Regions from separate parts of the Mus musculus genome. Here region 2 is linked to region 1. The links are chromatin contacts, called in public promoter capture Hi-C maps. All regions are on one chromosome and are shown on one strand. Each heading gives the region's core, a stretch centred on a gene start, on an enhancer-like site or on the middle of the called end of the contact. The rest is flanking DNA. Distances are from core to core; before and after follow the strand shown.

Region 1 (7,588 bases), core at 1,876-4,375:
CCACTAGGGAAAAGGAATGCTTCTTTAATGTGGTTACTGATGGTAGGAACAATTGGTTTACATATATAGTGTCCAACCTGATGACAAAGGACTTGTTTTGTCGAGGATTTTACTAGTCTCAAACTTTTGAAACAACTTAAAATTCCCATCACTCTCCATAATTACTTCACTGTGAATAGAAAAATCTGTTTTTTAGTTAAGAGCTAATGAACTCTGATAATTGGCAAAAGGTCTTTAAAACTAAAAGTGGGATTGAGCCCCATTGATGCTTAACCTGAAATAATGAAACTCTTGTTGGCTTTAGGCTTGTGTCGCTCATTCTTGACATGTTTTTCCTAACATGCAATATATATTTCCATATGAAATGGGATCAAAAATTTTAATTGACTAGTTAAGAATTATTTCTTTAACCATATTAATGGGAATTTATCTGTAAAGTTAGACAACTGAAATTATGAAGCCCAATAGTGTTCTCATGTTAAAGGTTTAAAAGAAAATCAATAATTCTAGTCTTTGGGGAAAAAACAAGTTTTACTATGAAATGGAAAATCTTTTTATTGTGTGCCCAGTAATAATATCCATTAGGGGAAGTAGAGTAATCTCAGACTAGACATTTGGAAAGCAGAAAATCATATTGCCTAAGTAAAGTTTTTACTTAAAAAGAAATCCCGAGGGCTCAGTGTTGTCCACAGGAAGGCAAGAAGGAAATTCTGGCAGGAAAAAAAAAAAGCCAGGAAAAAAAAAAAAAAAAACAACTGTACATGTGCATATGGCAGACAGGGTTGGCAGAGCACTTAACCTCTGTGCCTAGGTTCCTCCAACTGTCAAGCAGGGATAATAGTAATTGCCACCTTCCCTGTGATACGAACATGTGCTTTGACATCTCTGGCTGAAGATGCCATATCAACACAAATTATTATTATTAGCACATAATGCGTGTATTCACATAAAAAACCAGCACATTGCTCTTTTATTCATCATATCATGTCTATAAGTAAGTTCTCCACGTTTTTGCTTCATTTATGTGAGGGAATAGAATTGCATTCTACTATCAACTGTTTTCATAGAGAGAGGATTGTTTAAAAGCTCCAGATCACCCTTTGGAGATAGCCTCAGCCTGTTAATTCCTTATTCTTCGAAGCAGACTGCACAGTAGCCCCCGAATTAAGCCTTTGGCACCTTTAAAAAATGTTAGCTAAATTATTTTTCCTGGAATCTGGAGCCATCAGGGGAAGACTGGGGAAATGAAATTGGCTAACGATATTAAAATTTTGGTTAACATTTAACTGAAACTCAGCAACGTGTTAAAGTGCTATCTAAACAGATAATTAGCTGGTGGTTGCAGCAGTGGGCTCTGTCTAAATTTAGCAGTGAAATTAGATTTAGGGAATGTGAAAAGAGGGGAAGAAGTGTTCTCAAGGGAAAGAGTGGTGTCAGCACAGCTGAGGGGATGTCACAATAGCTACAGTTTGTCAATTATGAGCATCATCCGGGGGATCTCCCCAGCAATGCAGGGCAAGGTTTATTCATAAGTGCATCGGGAGGATAGGTGGATAGGTGATAGAAGGCAGTGATTGCAGGAAGACTGGGGCGGGCAGATGGAGGGAGAAAGACGGAAGGGGTGGAAGTAATGAATACAAGTAGCCCCAGTGCTGGGAGCAAGATAAAAAAAGAAGAGAGACTGGATAGGATGCTACGGAGGTGAGTAAGACATCATAAATCAGTGTGTTAAGCCGAGGAGATCCCAGTGACTCAGTCTGGAGCACGACGTTGTCGTGGGCACCAGGCAAGCTTTACTTTAGTGGCCACAGGCTGCTCTCTGGGTGGCTGTTATTCTTATTGGAGCACATCTTTAGCTATCTGGTGGGGATGGTAGGACAACATAAAATTAATGGTGTCCGGCCTCCGGACGGTGTCCTCCGCTTCCACCGCCTCCGCAGATAGCCCAAACTGTTCATCCATCTCCTTCCCCCTACGGTAACTGGGGCTTCAAGGTCAAGTCACTCCGGCTGTGCGTGGCGGATAGAGGAGGAGGGAAGGGCAGACAAGCTTTGGGGGTTTGAGGGAGGGTTATGGTGAATCACAGATGCTCCTCTTAAGGGTAAATGTTTAATACTTCCCGAGGTCACTTTTCTGAGAATAACTCAAAGAGAGACACGCGAGAAAATAAAATTACAAGTGCGAACATGCGAACGATCAAAGAGAAAACAAGACCACACTCGAAGACCTCGCATGGGAGATCCATGGCCTCCTGTTGCCGGTCGCCCGGCGCAGAAAGTGGACAAACGGGCAGCCCAAGAGAAGCAAGAGCTAGAGAGCAAACCTTTCGGAGGGCCCCCTCCTGTCCTCCGGCAGCTCCGCTGACCCTTCCAACAAGCCTCCCTCCCGGTGTAAAAAGCAGGCTAAACGCCTGGGCCAACACCGGTCCCGGACAGAGGAGAACCGGGATGCTCCTGGGGAGGAGGGAGGAGTGGAGAATCTCCTTTCAGTCCCTACGCCTGGGTGAGGAGGGAGAAGGCTGGTCCAGCCCCGCGGTATCCAGCTTCCCAAATTAGGCAACCCCCCGCTCCGACCCGCGGAGAGCCGGTACCCTCATCTTGCCTTCCCCTCACCCCCCTGGTTATCCCTGGTCCCGCTAGGGGAACCTCGCCACTCTGGAGGAGAAAAAGGCAGGACTAGGAGTCCCGCAGCCCTCCGCCTCGGAGCGCCTCTGTGTGCCCCGGCGGCCCCAGCCCCGCGAGGGGCGGAGTGGGCGAGACCATCTCCAGCGCTGGCGAGGGGGGGAGACGAGGCGGGGCCAAGGGGCGGGGCCGCCTTGCCTGGTCCAGATTGCTTAGCCTCGGGAGAAGCCCGGTTTTCCAAGTGGATGAAGTTTTTTTTTTTTTTCTTTTGGAAGTGGGAGGAGCGTGTGGGGAGAGAGGGTGGGAGGAGACTCGGCGGGCGGCTCGGCCGGCGTCCAGGCAGCCCGGCGGCAGGGAGGGCGGGCTCGTCCCGGTAGTGAGGGTCGGCGGCTCCCCCTCCCGCAGGGCGGGGTGGTGCGTTCCGAGTTCCCAGGAGTTCGCGGCGGGCGGGGACCGCGGGGAGGGGAGTGGCGGCGGCGGGCGGCTCCCGCTTCAGCCTCGGCAGTGGCATCGGCGACGGCGGAGTCGAGGCAGCCGCGAGCGCTCGGCCGAGTGGCGGCGGGCGGCGACGGCGCAGGAGCCGGGGGTTGAGGACACGCGCGCTGGCCCTTCCGCGCCGCGGCCGCCGCCGCCGCCGCCACCCAGAGCCTGAGGCGCCGGGGCGCGGGCGAGCGGGTGGGCCGGGGCAAGGCGGGCATGGCGCGGACCCCGGGCCCGGCCCCGTTGTGTCCTGGAGGCGGCAAAGCACAACTTTCCTCGGCGTTTCCTCCCGCGGCCGGACTGCTGCTGCCGGCCCCGACGCCGCCGCCGCTGCTGCTGCTGCTTATTCCCCTGCTTCTCTTCTCCCGGCTCTGTGGTAGGTGAAGCGGGCGAGCGAGGGGTTGAGCAGGGCGGGCGCGGGCGGCGAGGCTAGCCGAGGCGGTTGTGCCGGGCGGTTGGCTGCGCGAGCGGCCGCCGCGGACTTTGCCTGGAAACTTTTCGCCGCGCCCCGGGCGAGGCCCGGGAAGGGCAGGGAGAGCGAACAGGGCGCCGACCGCTGGCTTCCCGCCCCCCGAGGCCGCGCGGGTCGTCGCGCTGGGCCCCCAGGGCTGGCGGTGGAGCTCGGTGCGCGGAGCCCCGCGTGCCCCGGGAACCGTTACTTCCGAGCTGATGCGCCGAAGCGGAGAGCGCGGACTTCTAGGCTGAGGTTAGGATGCCTGAGTGCATGTTGCCGCCTCCTCCTTTCTCTCCGATGAAACTTGAGCTGCAAGTCCGGAAACCCTGTGGACACTAGCCCAGCGCACTGTAGCCTTCGGGTCCACGCCTCCTGGCCTCCGGGAGAAGGCACCATCTTAAAAACCCACTCTGCGCCTGCATCCCCCTTCCAGCACGATTTGTGCCCTGGTAACCTTTGGATCTTTGGGTTGATCCCAGATGGTACCCTCACGCCGCCTTCCAGTTTTTGGACGTCCTTCACGCAGCCCCTGGTTATTTTAGAAGAAAACCTTGTTCTCGGGGACGCAAGATTTACCTTTTGAATACATATTGCACCTACTGTTCCCTGGCTGTTAAAACAAGTAGCCCCGGGTTTCTCCAGTGTGCCTCTTTTATTCCAGATTTAGGAGCTAATCTCTTTGTAAGTTCCGTTCCCGGAATCTGAGACTAGTTTTAGAGACCTACTTTTTTTTTTTAAGGAAGATGAAAATGAAATGATATATTTACTTTTCATGCTAGAGAAGTGGACGTGGTAATCAGTGGACAGCATTGATTTGGTGAAATAAAGCTACCAGTCAGTCTTAGGCTATTGAATGTCTGGGTAATATCAAAATGCCGCAAGGTGTTGTTCATTTAAGGATTGCTGACGGGAAAGATGGAGGAATACAACTTAGATTTAGATTTTTTTCAGACAATGGTTATCAGTGCATATGAAATCTTAAAAGCTGATGTACCCGTATTTATTATAAGGGAGAGATGTGAACAAATTTCCTTAGTGCTCTGATGCAGAAGAAAGAAAAATCTGCTCCTGGTAGGTGAGTCAGGGTAGTTAGTTCATAGGGAGAGGAAATTATGTTGAGGTTGAGTGCCACTTACAGACTGAGAATTTTAGTACATTTCCAGTGCTGTAAGTCAAGGTTTTGATTTACATGGAGTGCTTTGTGAGAAACGACATGCTATCATGTCCAGCATGTCCAGTTTCCATATCCCCACTCTCCAGATGTTTGGTCCCGAGACAACAGCTTTTAGTCCTGTAAGTTTTAAGCCTTTAGCTCCCTTCTTAAGGTAATATTAAGTTCTACATAGAATTTGTATGCTGTTCTTATGAGCCATTACGGCGGCTCGTGGATGGTCCTTAGGATTTCAGTTCCAGGATACTTGGAGGAAGTGTGTGTATGTGCGTGGTACAAGCATTTGACTGTGGTGACTTAGTTTGTGGTAAGTACTGAAGGAGTGTTTCTAGGTCTAGAGGGCTTTCTGTGTAGATAAAACCCAAGGGGAGACTGAAGTGATGCAAAAGTTGATAGAGAAAATAGAGTTTACATTGGTAATTTCATCGTGGTTGTGTCAGTGAGTTGTTGATTACATCTGGGTGCAAACATTAGTATTTACATAGAAAATGCATTTTAAGGAGTTCCTTTATAGTGTTATAGGGGAGAAGGGTGATCAGTTATTTTAGAGCCCAGTCAACTAAGCAGTGTGGGGAAGAACAACTGCTCTAGAGGAGGTCTGTATGGGAGTTTTCAGAGTCAGCTCTGCTTGCTGTTGTAGATATAGATAAGAGCCACGTTACTGTGTCCCACTCACTTAAAGGGCTGCCTTTTTGAGCTTGTGTTATAACACCCTAATTTGCAAGTGCTTATGACACTTTTTTTTAATAAGCCTCTATTTTAGGAAGCAGGAATAGGACACAGTTGGCTTGACTTAGTAAGTATAGAAACAGAATTTTTAATGTCAGTTTTTTTTTAATTTCCCTTGCTAACAACCTGTTGATATATGAATGATAGTAATATTAACATTCCACAGCACTAACATGATTTGACTCATGCCTGCTGTTTGAATGACTCCTTTTGAATGATTGAATGAACTCATTTGATTTTTTGACTTTAAAAAGATGACCCTACCTGATTGTTAATCAGAATGTTCTTCTTTTAATCATTTGCAGTTTTAAATTTTTCTTGATAAGTTGTTTAGATTCAGCATTGCGTTAGTTGGTGTGGTTAACATCATCATGCTAATTTGACTGCTAAAAATATCCCTCATCGAGGTTAGACCTTATATTTTGAAAAAAAAAAAATGTAAATGCCGGAGTTTATATGGGTTTGGGGACTGTGTGATATCTCATTTGAACAGCTAAACTTTTCTCCTGGGGGCTGGGGACAGGGTCTCACTGTGTAGTTGACACTGGTCTGAGATTCCTGATCCACCTGTTAACCTCCTAAATTCTGGGATTATGTAAGTATGCAACCATATTTATGCTTTGAGAGCTGAAGTTTTTAAACGACAGCTTCAGTGGTGGAGAAATTGCCAGGTTTTTCAAGTCTAAGACATTTCTAGTTACAAGGTCTAAGGGACCAAGTTTCTACAACATCTGACTCAAACCTAATTTTTTTAAGTCTGAAATTCCATATTCCTTTCTGATCATAATTATCAATTGATGATTATTGTATGTGTCTCACTCTTTTTTTCTACGTTTTTCCTGGGAGGTTGAGAACATTGTTTTAGCAGGAACATGGCACTGAAGAGTTAGAAGGTGAAGTTTTGCCCCTTCTAGAGCCATTTGTCTTTGGATTCTGCCACTTGGTCAAAGCCTTTTGACCAAGGCTTTGTCTTATGACAAATGTTTAGAAGGTGGTGGCAAATAAGCAGCTACCATATAATAGCAAATCTTTAAACACACTTTACATAGCTTTAGGTCTTTCTAAGCACTTGGGAATGCATAGTTGGCAGTGTGTTGCCCATAGACAGAAAGGAAGGCCAGTGCAGGAAAGTTTAGAGTTTCTGTAGAGATGTATGTGAGGTCTTCTGAGCTTCTAAATGAGTCTGGTCTAAAGGAGACAGGAGAACATTAGGTAAACAGATCTAGATGAAGGCAAAACTCACTTTGTTGTTGTATGTATGTGTGGATGCGTGTATATTCTCTAGGGATGGAATCCAGGGAATTGTGTGTTGTAAGCAGGTACTTTTACAACTGAAGTACGTCCTGGCTCAGCTGAGTCAGATCTTGGTGAAGTTAGACAGTTTAGTGATGTAATATCAGTCTCTTTCTCCTTACACTCCCTTTGCTCACCCACTCACTGAAACTTAGGATTTAATCACTAAAAAGTCAATCTGATTAGGAATGAACACTGCCACTTATTAAAAATTAATTATTGGCAGGTTACATAGTATCTTACTAATAGGGCTCTTAGGATATTAAAGAATTAACTAAAACACTTAAGAGTACATGGATGTAGTAGCTTATGCAAGCTAGCTTTTATTACATTGTATGTAATAAACTGTCAGTCCTGGATTAGGTGACTCTTAATCCCAAATAGAAATTTCTAATTAATTGATATTTTGCATATTTATGACTGTATAACATAATCAGAAATATTTATTAGATATACTTTATATAAAATGGTAGCTGTTTCAGAAAACTAGAATATAGTCAAATGTGTATCAGTGTGGAAACTACTTGGATCCTCCCTTAGCCACGTTGAATGTATTTTAAGATTTGGCAAGTTTCCATAGGGTCACTTAGAAAATTAGTGATTATATTGAACATGTGGGGTGGAGAAGGGAAGGGAGACACGATTTGTACACTACTCTCTGTATCTATAACATCAGGTTAGGGTTGTTATGATTTATTGGAGTGGCAAACAGATTTAGAAGCAAATAAAATAAAACTTGGCTTCCCTCTACAGCATCATAAAGAAGCATAACTATTGAGTTGTATGTGTGTGTTTCTATACTGTGTACTTATTGGCACTCCCTATTTATGCCAGACTTGT
Region 2 (7,588 bases), core at 2,870-5,369, 330 kb before region 1:
TGAAAGAGCTGATTTGAGGCACGTTCCCTATGAAGCAGCTGTTTTCCAAAGCCTAAAGCGTAATCATTTGTGATTGTTCTTTGGGTATTTTTTTTTAGCAACTGAAAAAGTCAGTTTTATCCTTCTGTTTTTAGCAGAAGCAACACAAATTAGCAGTCATCCTCAGGATGGAATCTGATGGCATGTCTAGTCTTTATGTCATGTTCTTTTATGATACAAATTATCTTTACCCCATCCCTATATCCCATAAATTCACAGGAAACAGGATCTCCTTTCTAGCCTTTTATTAGCTGGAAGAGACTAATAACTGTGAACAACTGCAAATGGCAGACCTTCCAATAAGTGTGTCACTATGGTCATTATACACTGAGTGACAAGTCACTATGTACGTCACACTGCAGGCACTCACGTTTTCCCTCACTATTTCTAATATGTGCAAATCAGCCTTGCTAAAGTTTCATTGATCATTTGTCTGTTTAATGGTATCTCATTACTTGGAGAAAATGCATTCAGTCAAATAGAAGGGAATGAGAGTTAAATTAAGCAAGTGAAGAAATTAGGGAAAATAAAATTGGGAACTAAATTATTGTATAAAAGTCTTCCTTGATTTTCAAGAGGTCCTTAAAATTGGATATTGAGTTGCTACTGAGAGTTTCAACACCTCTTCATTGGTCTGGCTTTAGTTTCCTGGAGCTACACATAAGTCAAATCTCTTTTCCACAAAGAGGTCCCTCAGCCAGGCTAAAAGAGGTGGTTATTCTTCTGACACAGTTGAGAAGGCTGCATTGAGCTTCAACAGAAGGAAAAATATATTTGATTTAAAAATTTTTTCTTGGGGTTGGGGATTTAGCTCAGTGGTAGAGCGCTTGCCTAGCAAGCACAAGGCCCTGGGTTCAGTCCTCAGCTCTGGGGGGAAAAACGTTTTTTCTTGTAAAAGAGGTTGCATGCAGGGCTTCACTGGGCAGAAGACTAAGCAGGCTCAGAGAGCTATGAATGCTACAGTGTCGACATTGTAGTTCAGCACATTGAGATGTTAGGAGGACTGTCCTCTCCCCATTCTGTGTTTCTTCATTCTAAAGCTTGGCACTTGGTGACCAAAAAAAAAAAAAAAAAGAAAGAAAGAAAGAAAAGAAAAGGCTTTGTCAACCAAGGATCTTCCTTCAGAAATTGGAAGAGATGTCACCACCCCCATACTGAAACTCTTAGTGAACATCACTGGCCATATTGAAGGAGAGAAACTGTAAATGTTTTAAAGTAAAGGTCAGCGGGTTTATATCTTACTGAAGCCTTTACATTTTGAAAAATTTTAGAATGCCTTTAAGCCCATGCCGGCTCCTTGACACTCATCTTCACATGGGCAGGAAGCAGCCACTGTTTTCATACCCAGTGATCCAACAGCATAGCTGTCAGAACCATGTACAATCTGGGAACTTGAAATATATTTGAATATCCCTTAAATCAAATGGCAATTATGTATCATCCAGCTCTAATCTTTTCCCATTCCTCACTACCTTCTCAGAGATCATTCAATTAGGCAATCTAGAAAGATTCGGGGTGAATCAAACATCTCAGATCAGAGGTAATTTTGCTTCCCAAGATTGAGTTTAAAGTAATTAGAGTTCACAAGTCCCAAGAGTCAAAAATATTGACAAAACACATTGCAAGGAAAGAATACTTCCTAAGCACCTCTGCCCTGGCATCAAAAATTTCACAAGTGTCTTAAAGAATTCCTTTTCATCTCCAGCTTCTCAAGGTTGAGTGGCTCTGTGTTATAAAACCTCTGATAGGCAGAGTGGCTGATGGTGTCCACAGCAGTAAATGCAATGTTTGTTGTCTTGACAACAACATGCAAAAGGAAGCCTGGGATTTGGGCACTGCTCTTACCCCCTGTTTAAAGCCCTGGCCTCTGGCCTTCTTCAGAATCCAGTTACCAGAGCAGTACAACTCTAGTTTTCCCTACTCCTGTATAAATGTAATACCTTTAAACATAAGCACAAGACCTCTAGCCAAGGGCACAGCAGCCTTCTGATATGTATGTACCTGACACACCTTGACAGATCCTCAAAATACAAAGCCTAAAGGATGGTCAAATGATGCAATCAGACCCATTAGAGAAAAAAAAATACAACTATATAGGAGGCACAAGATACAAATAAATGCCTGATTATACCTCAGAAGATTGACTGAGATGTAAATTACACCTAGAGTGATAAGCTTGCTACTAGAATAAGCTGGTAAGTGTTGTGCCACACTGAGGTCATGCTCACACTATAGGAAAGGGAATATGGTTGTTAGAAAGTCTATGTAGCACAGTATGTGTCTTCTGGTGATGAAAACACATTTCCTTTGGTTCATCTTTGAAGCTAAAACATAATTACATCACTTCCCTCTCTCCCCTTCTGTCCTCTAACCTCATCCATGGTCTCCCACCACTTCTCACAGTAATGGCCCATTTCTCCTTGATTGTTGTTTTATATGTTTGTGTGTGTATATTATATATATATATATAATTTTTAAAATCAGGCTATGAACAAGATTCATCAACGTTAAACTTTGTAGACACTAATCTAAGTTCTCTGGAAAGTATAAGAGAATACATAAGTGGAAAAGGTCTTCATTTTCCCTAGTAGGAAAACCAAACTGCATAATTGATAGAATGAGAAATGAACGTTTAAATATTTAAGTAGAACCATATATGCAATAAGTTAGAACGATAATAACTGAGGAAATTGTACTTCTTATGATAAGAGAACAATTTAAAGGTGATTTCTAATGCTTGTATGTCGAATAGTTATTATCATAGAATATATATATATGCACATATATTCACATACATACATATATTACATATATATATATGTATAGTGTATATAAACTATGAAAACACTCTCTAGAGGACATAGAAACACCAAAAGTAGTGGATTCTGGGAACTGAATCTTAGATAAGGGTAGGACAGAGCAAGGAACCATACTTTTCTGTTAAAACATTTTTTTGTATCATTTGATTTTATAAAGTGCCCATGGAACTAGATGTTTCCAGCTTTGGCCTTGCCTATTTGCTCTGTACCTTCAAGAGCAATTCAGACAGATAGCTACAGCTAAAGCAGAAACTGAGATAGCTCTTCAGAGCCACTTCCTGAGAACCAGACAGCAACAGGAACATTTTCACTTAGCTCAAGGTTGGATTGTACCATTAAGACTTGTAAATCTTAATTTTAGTAATGACGGTTGATCTTAGACTGAAGTTAGAGGTAAATTCAGTTAGCATGACTTTTAAAATCTATAGATCATTCACATGTTTAGCCGTCTCCATTCTGCCTATACAATGGGACTGTGATTCCACTAAGGCAGAGGACCAATAAAGAACTGTGTTTAAGAACAGAAGAAAAGTGACTTCACCTCTTTCTTATTGAGCAAACAGACACACAAGCTTAGAGGTCTGTTTTTGTGTGTGTAAGAAGGGAATTGTGTTGATGTTGTTGAGGTGTTTGTTGTTTTGGGTTTTTTGTTTGTTTTGTTGGATTGTTGATTTTTTTTTTTTGTCCCTTGTTTGGTTATTTTTTGTTTGTTTCTTGTTTTGTTTGGATTTGGGGGGGGGGGGTTGTGGGGATTTTTGGTCTTTGGGTGTGTTGTTTTCTCCTTTTGTTTTTGAGACAAGGACTTGCTATGTAACCTCAGGCTAGTTTGAACTCATAGCTATCAGTTTGTCTCAACCTCAGTTGGGTTAAGAGTATAGGAGTGAGCCAATACACCCTTATTATTAACATTGTTTCTAGTCTCTTCTTCTTCTTCTTCTTCTTCTTCTTCTTCTTCTTCTTCTTCTTCTTCTTCTTCTTCTTCTTCTTCTTCTCTCTCTCTCTCTCTCTCTCTCTCTCTCTCTCTCTCTCTCTCCCCTTCATTTTCCTTTCTTTCTCTCTTTCTCCTACAAAGTGGAAGGCTTGGTGTGAAGCTCTTATTCAGAAGTATGAGACCCTGAAAAAAACAAAACAAAAACAAAAGAAGCCAAACTGCAGATAATGCAAGTTAGGAAAAATGAACTTTGATTAAAACAGAAAGTACATCTTATGCAACACAGTGCAGTGCGGGGCTGTTTGCTTACCTCGGTGGAGTCACAGCTGCCTGAGACCTGCAGGTTGCTGCACCTGCTCAGCAATTCAAGTGAACTAAGAACCACATAACATGAAACTAGGGGAAGATGAGAATTCACAACTGAAAACACAGTTTCTTCTGAATATGCATTTTTCCCACCATAGTGAAGGCTACCCATTGTAAGCTGAATCATTGTAAGAGATCCATTGTCTGTATTCAAATTGCTAGCCCCAGACCCACTGAAACAATAGCTAATCTTCACTGACCATCCATTATATGCTAATCTTTGCACAAGAACTGGCTTACTTCTTCCCCAGACTCTGCTATTAGCCATCCCATTGTATTAGCAATAAAAATGAGACTCAGCAAAAGGAATTGAACCAAGTAAACTTGGTTAGTATGTCTATGTTTTGAATCCAGAGTTTACTTGTGAGATTTGGAAGGGATATGTGAAATCACTTAGCTTAATTCATAATTTTATAATAGAAAACAATTCTGCATCAGAGGAGAAAACTAACTTTCAAATGCGCACAGCTGGTTAGTGCCAGAGCCAAGACTTGAACCCACAGATTCTGGCTTCTTGTCCAATTCTCTTTCAACCACAAAAGGTCACAAAATGTTAAACTCGTTAAGACTGTACAGCCCATCTGGGTTTTTTAAAATACCAGAATGGTAAGTCTCAACACTAAGTCTACTCAGAATCTGGAGAACTCTAACACCACTGCCTTTCACGCTTGACAAAACTGGGGGATCTCCTGGAACAGCAGGGCACCCAATGGCATCACACTTTACCTACTAGGTTTCCATAAGGGCAGATGTTTTTCCCCAGCTTAGCAGGGTCAATTCAAAGTAGATTCTCTTATGTTCAGATGCCTTTAGGGTTGAAGAAATATTTCTTGTAATTTATTAGTGATTAAAACAAAACTAAATTATTATACAGGGAAATTTGTATATAACAAAATTAAAGCACAGAATTGAAAATTCTACCAAAGCCATTTTCCTGTGACAACTGCTTCATAATCTTAAATTAATGGTTAATTCAAACAAAGCTCACACCTGTGGCTTTAGTCACTAAACTCAGATATTACAGTACTTTTAAAAGAATGTGGTCAAAATATATGTACTTAGACATAAACAATTGGAAACTCAAAGGCTGCAAGAAAACCCAAAAGAACCAGAAAAAAAATCACCTTTTTAAAATAATATTAAATTATTAAAAATATCTCCTTTCTTATATTAACTACCATAAAGCCAATGCAAACCTTCCACCAGGACTATGAGAAAACATTTACAATCAGCTTAACAAGAGCATTCAAGAAAGATCTTGGGAAAACAAACAAACAAACAAACAAACAAAAAACAACCCTTGATCTTGGGGGGGGAGAAATAAAGATATAACTATAGAATTGAGAGGGGGGTCATGAATTTAAAGAAACATGGGGAGGAACATATGGGAGGTTTGGAGGGAAGAAGGGGAAAGAGAAATATTGTAATTAATTTATAGCCTAAAACAAAATGAAATAAATAAAGAAGGGAGGGAGGGAGTGGGGGAAGGGAAAGGAAAAAAAGGAAGGAAAGGAGGAAAGAAGGGAGGAGGGAGAGAGGGAGGGAGGGAGAAAGAGAGAGAAAAGCATTTCAAAATTCCTACCTGTTTGTGAACCCAGAACTCTGAGCTGCAGGATGCTAAGTGACTCAATGGCTACTCTAGTCTCAAATAATTGGTCACCAAGAGAGCCAACGAGGCTGATAGCCAGCTTCATTCTGAAGAAGCAATGATGAACTGAACAAATTCCTAGGCTATGCCAGCAAAGGTTCCTGGAGCCAATCTAGAGATTCTCCTAGTGGTGCTTAATGGTGATGTGCACTCAAATTCAGGTGCTAACCTTTGGAGAGCAGTTATGCTATGACACACATCTGTCTGTTGCTGATGGGCTAGGGTATGGTTTGGGGGTTCCAACAGACAAGACGTATTTGGCCAGGCTTCAGGGGTGTTGGCAGTTCAAAACCCATTAAATGATTTGTTCTGTTTTGTTTCTCACACATTCTATTCAGACATGGAAAAAAAAAAAACCCTAAAGAAGATGAGCACTCCAAAAAAAAATAATAATAATAAAACAAAACAAAATAATGTCCTATGTCCCTTTACAGAGTAATCCACAACTGGATCAAGCCTACTTTAGGAACATTTCAGCAAAGATTTAGAATAGAAAAATCCCTAAGCCCAAGGGAATAACATAAAAGTTTAATGAGAAGTCAAGGCATTTTTTTTAAATTAAATTTCTGGTTTCAAATGTTTTAATGAGTCCCCCCCCCCCCCGTTTTTTTTGCTGCTTTTTAAAAACAGCCTCCTGGCTTCAACCAGCAGCCACACTGACCAAGTTCAGCATAATTGCTATGAGAGGAGAAGTGCCTGTAGCCATCAGCAGCGTTTAATTAGCTCTGACTACACATTCTCAAGTAAAAGTCGTCATTGATGTGTAGGGCAACACATTCTATGCTTTCTCTCTAGTGGCAAAATCAGGCATCAACTGATGGAAATACAAAAAAAAAAAAATGAAGGCTCAGCTAAAGGCTTAATTTCACAAAGAACTTAAATCTATCCCACTGACATGGAACTTAGCAAGTAGTACAAGGGGAAAGGAAGGAGAGAGGGGGAGAGGGTAAAGAAAGTCTAGAGAAAAGGAAAGGGAAACCAGGCAAGAGAATATTCTAATGTGAGAGGTCCATGCAAAATTAATTATTTGCATCCAGGAGCCTTGCAGAGTCCCATGAGGTTGTTAGATTCATACACACACACATACACACATACACACATGCACAAGTGCTTCTTCGCAATGACAGGTATTTGATAGAATATTAATTATATATACATAATAGGAGAGAATGTTATTTGATTGAGTGGACCTTGCTAGCCTTTAAGCAGAATAGAGTAAGCACCTTTTAATCTGTGATAGCTAACGTTTCTATTGCCGTGAGAAGACACTATGACCCTAAGCAACTTGGGGAGGAATGGCATATCTCATCTTGTGGAATTAGTTTATAGCCCATCATGGAGGGAAATCAGAGCAGCAACTCAAGCAGGGCAGGAATCTCGAGTCAAAATTGATGCCAAGGCCACTGAGGAATACTATTTACTGGTTTTCTCCCCCAAGGCTTCCTCAGCATTTCTTATAGCGCCAAGAAGCTCCAGCCTCAGGAATGGTACTACTCTCAGTGAACTTCTACAATCAATCAAGAAAATGCCCTGCAGGCTTGCCCAGCAGGCCAATCCAGCAGGGCCATTTTTTCAGTTAAGTGTGTCAAGTTGACATTAAACTACTAGCATACCCTCCAAGTCAAAAAAATGAACAATTAGATGGATAAAACACATGAAAATTAAGAGATAGTTATTTTTTTAATCCACTCACACTGTACATAAGTGTTTGTTGTACAAAAATAACCATTCAGTATCGTGGCTCCCAGAAGAAAAAAGATCAAGAAATCAAACTCAAGAAGCCTG

What was found. Promoter capture Hi-C pulls out the DNA fragments that hold promoters and counts their contacts.
Region 2: a contact with region 1 is called in a promoter capture Hi-C map of liver. The contact joins the enhancer-like site here to the promoter of Nectin3 in region 1. A contact is called at or near these places in 8 of 39 promoter capture datasets (the 3T3-L1 cell line, cranial neural crest, epiblast stem cells and 4 more), 1 of 484 Hi-C or Micro-C datasets (epidermal suprabasal cells), 3 of 115 datasets of contacts at active chromatin or transcription factors (embryonic forebrain, embryonic stem cells and neural progenitor cells) and 1 of 9 other capture datasets (pancreatic islet).

Annotation. Positions count from the first base shown.
Region 1 is chr16:46,492,504-46,500,091 of GRCm38.p6, reverse strand. It overlaps Nectin3 (nectin cell adhesion molecule 3), which reads left to right and starts at 3,125. Exons shown (of 6, transcript NM_021495.4): 1 at 3,125-3,477. The coding sequence starts at 3,318.
Region 2 is chr16:46,821,857-46,829,444 of GRCm38.p6, reverse strand. No RefSeq gene overlaps it. Among named protein-coding and RNA genes, the nearest start is that of Nectin3, 330 kb to the right of the region's middle. Within about 2 kb of position 4,119, at least 3 of the 459 cell types and tissues checked have an H3K27ac peak or open chromatin away from gene starts, as enhancers often do. A contact at or near this core is called in liver, where this site is marked.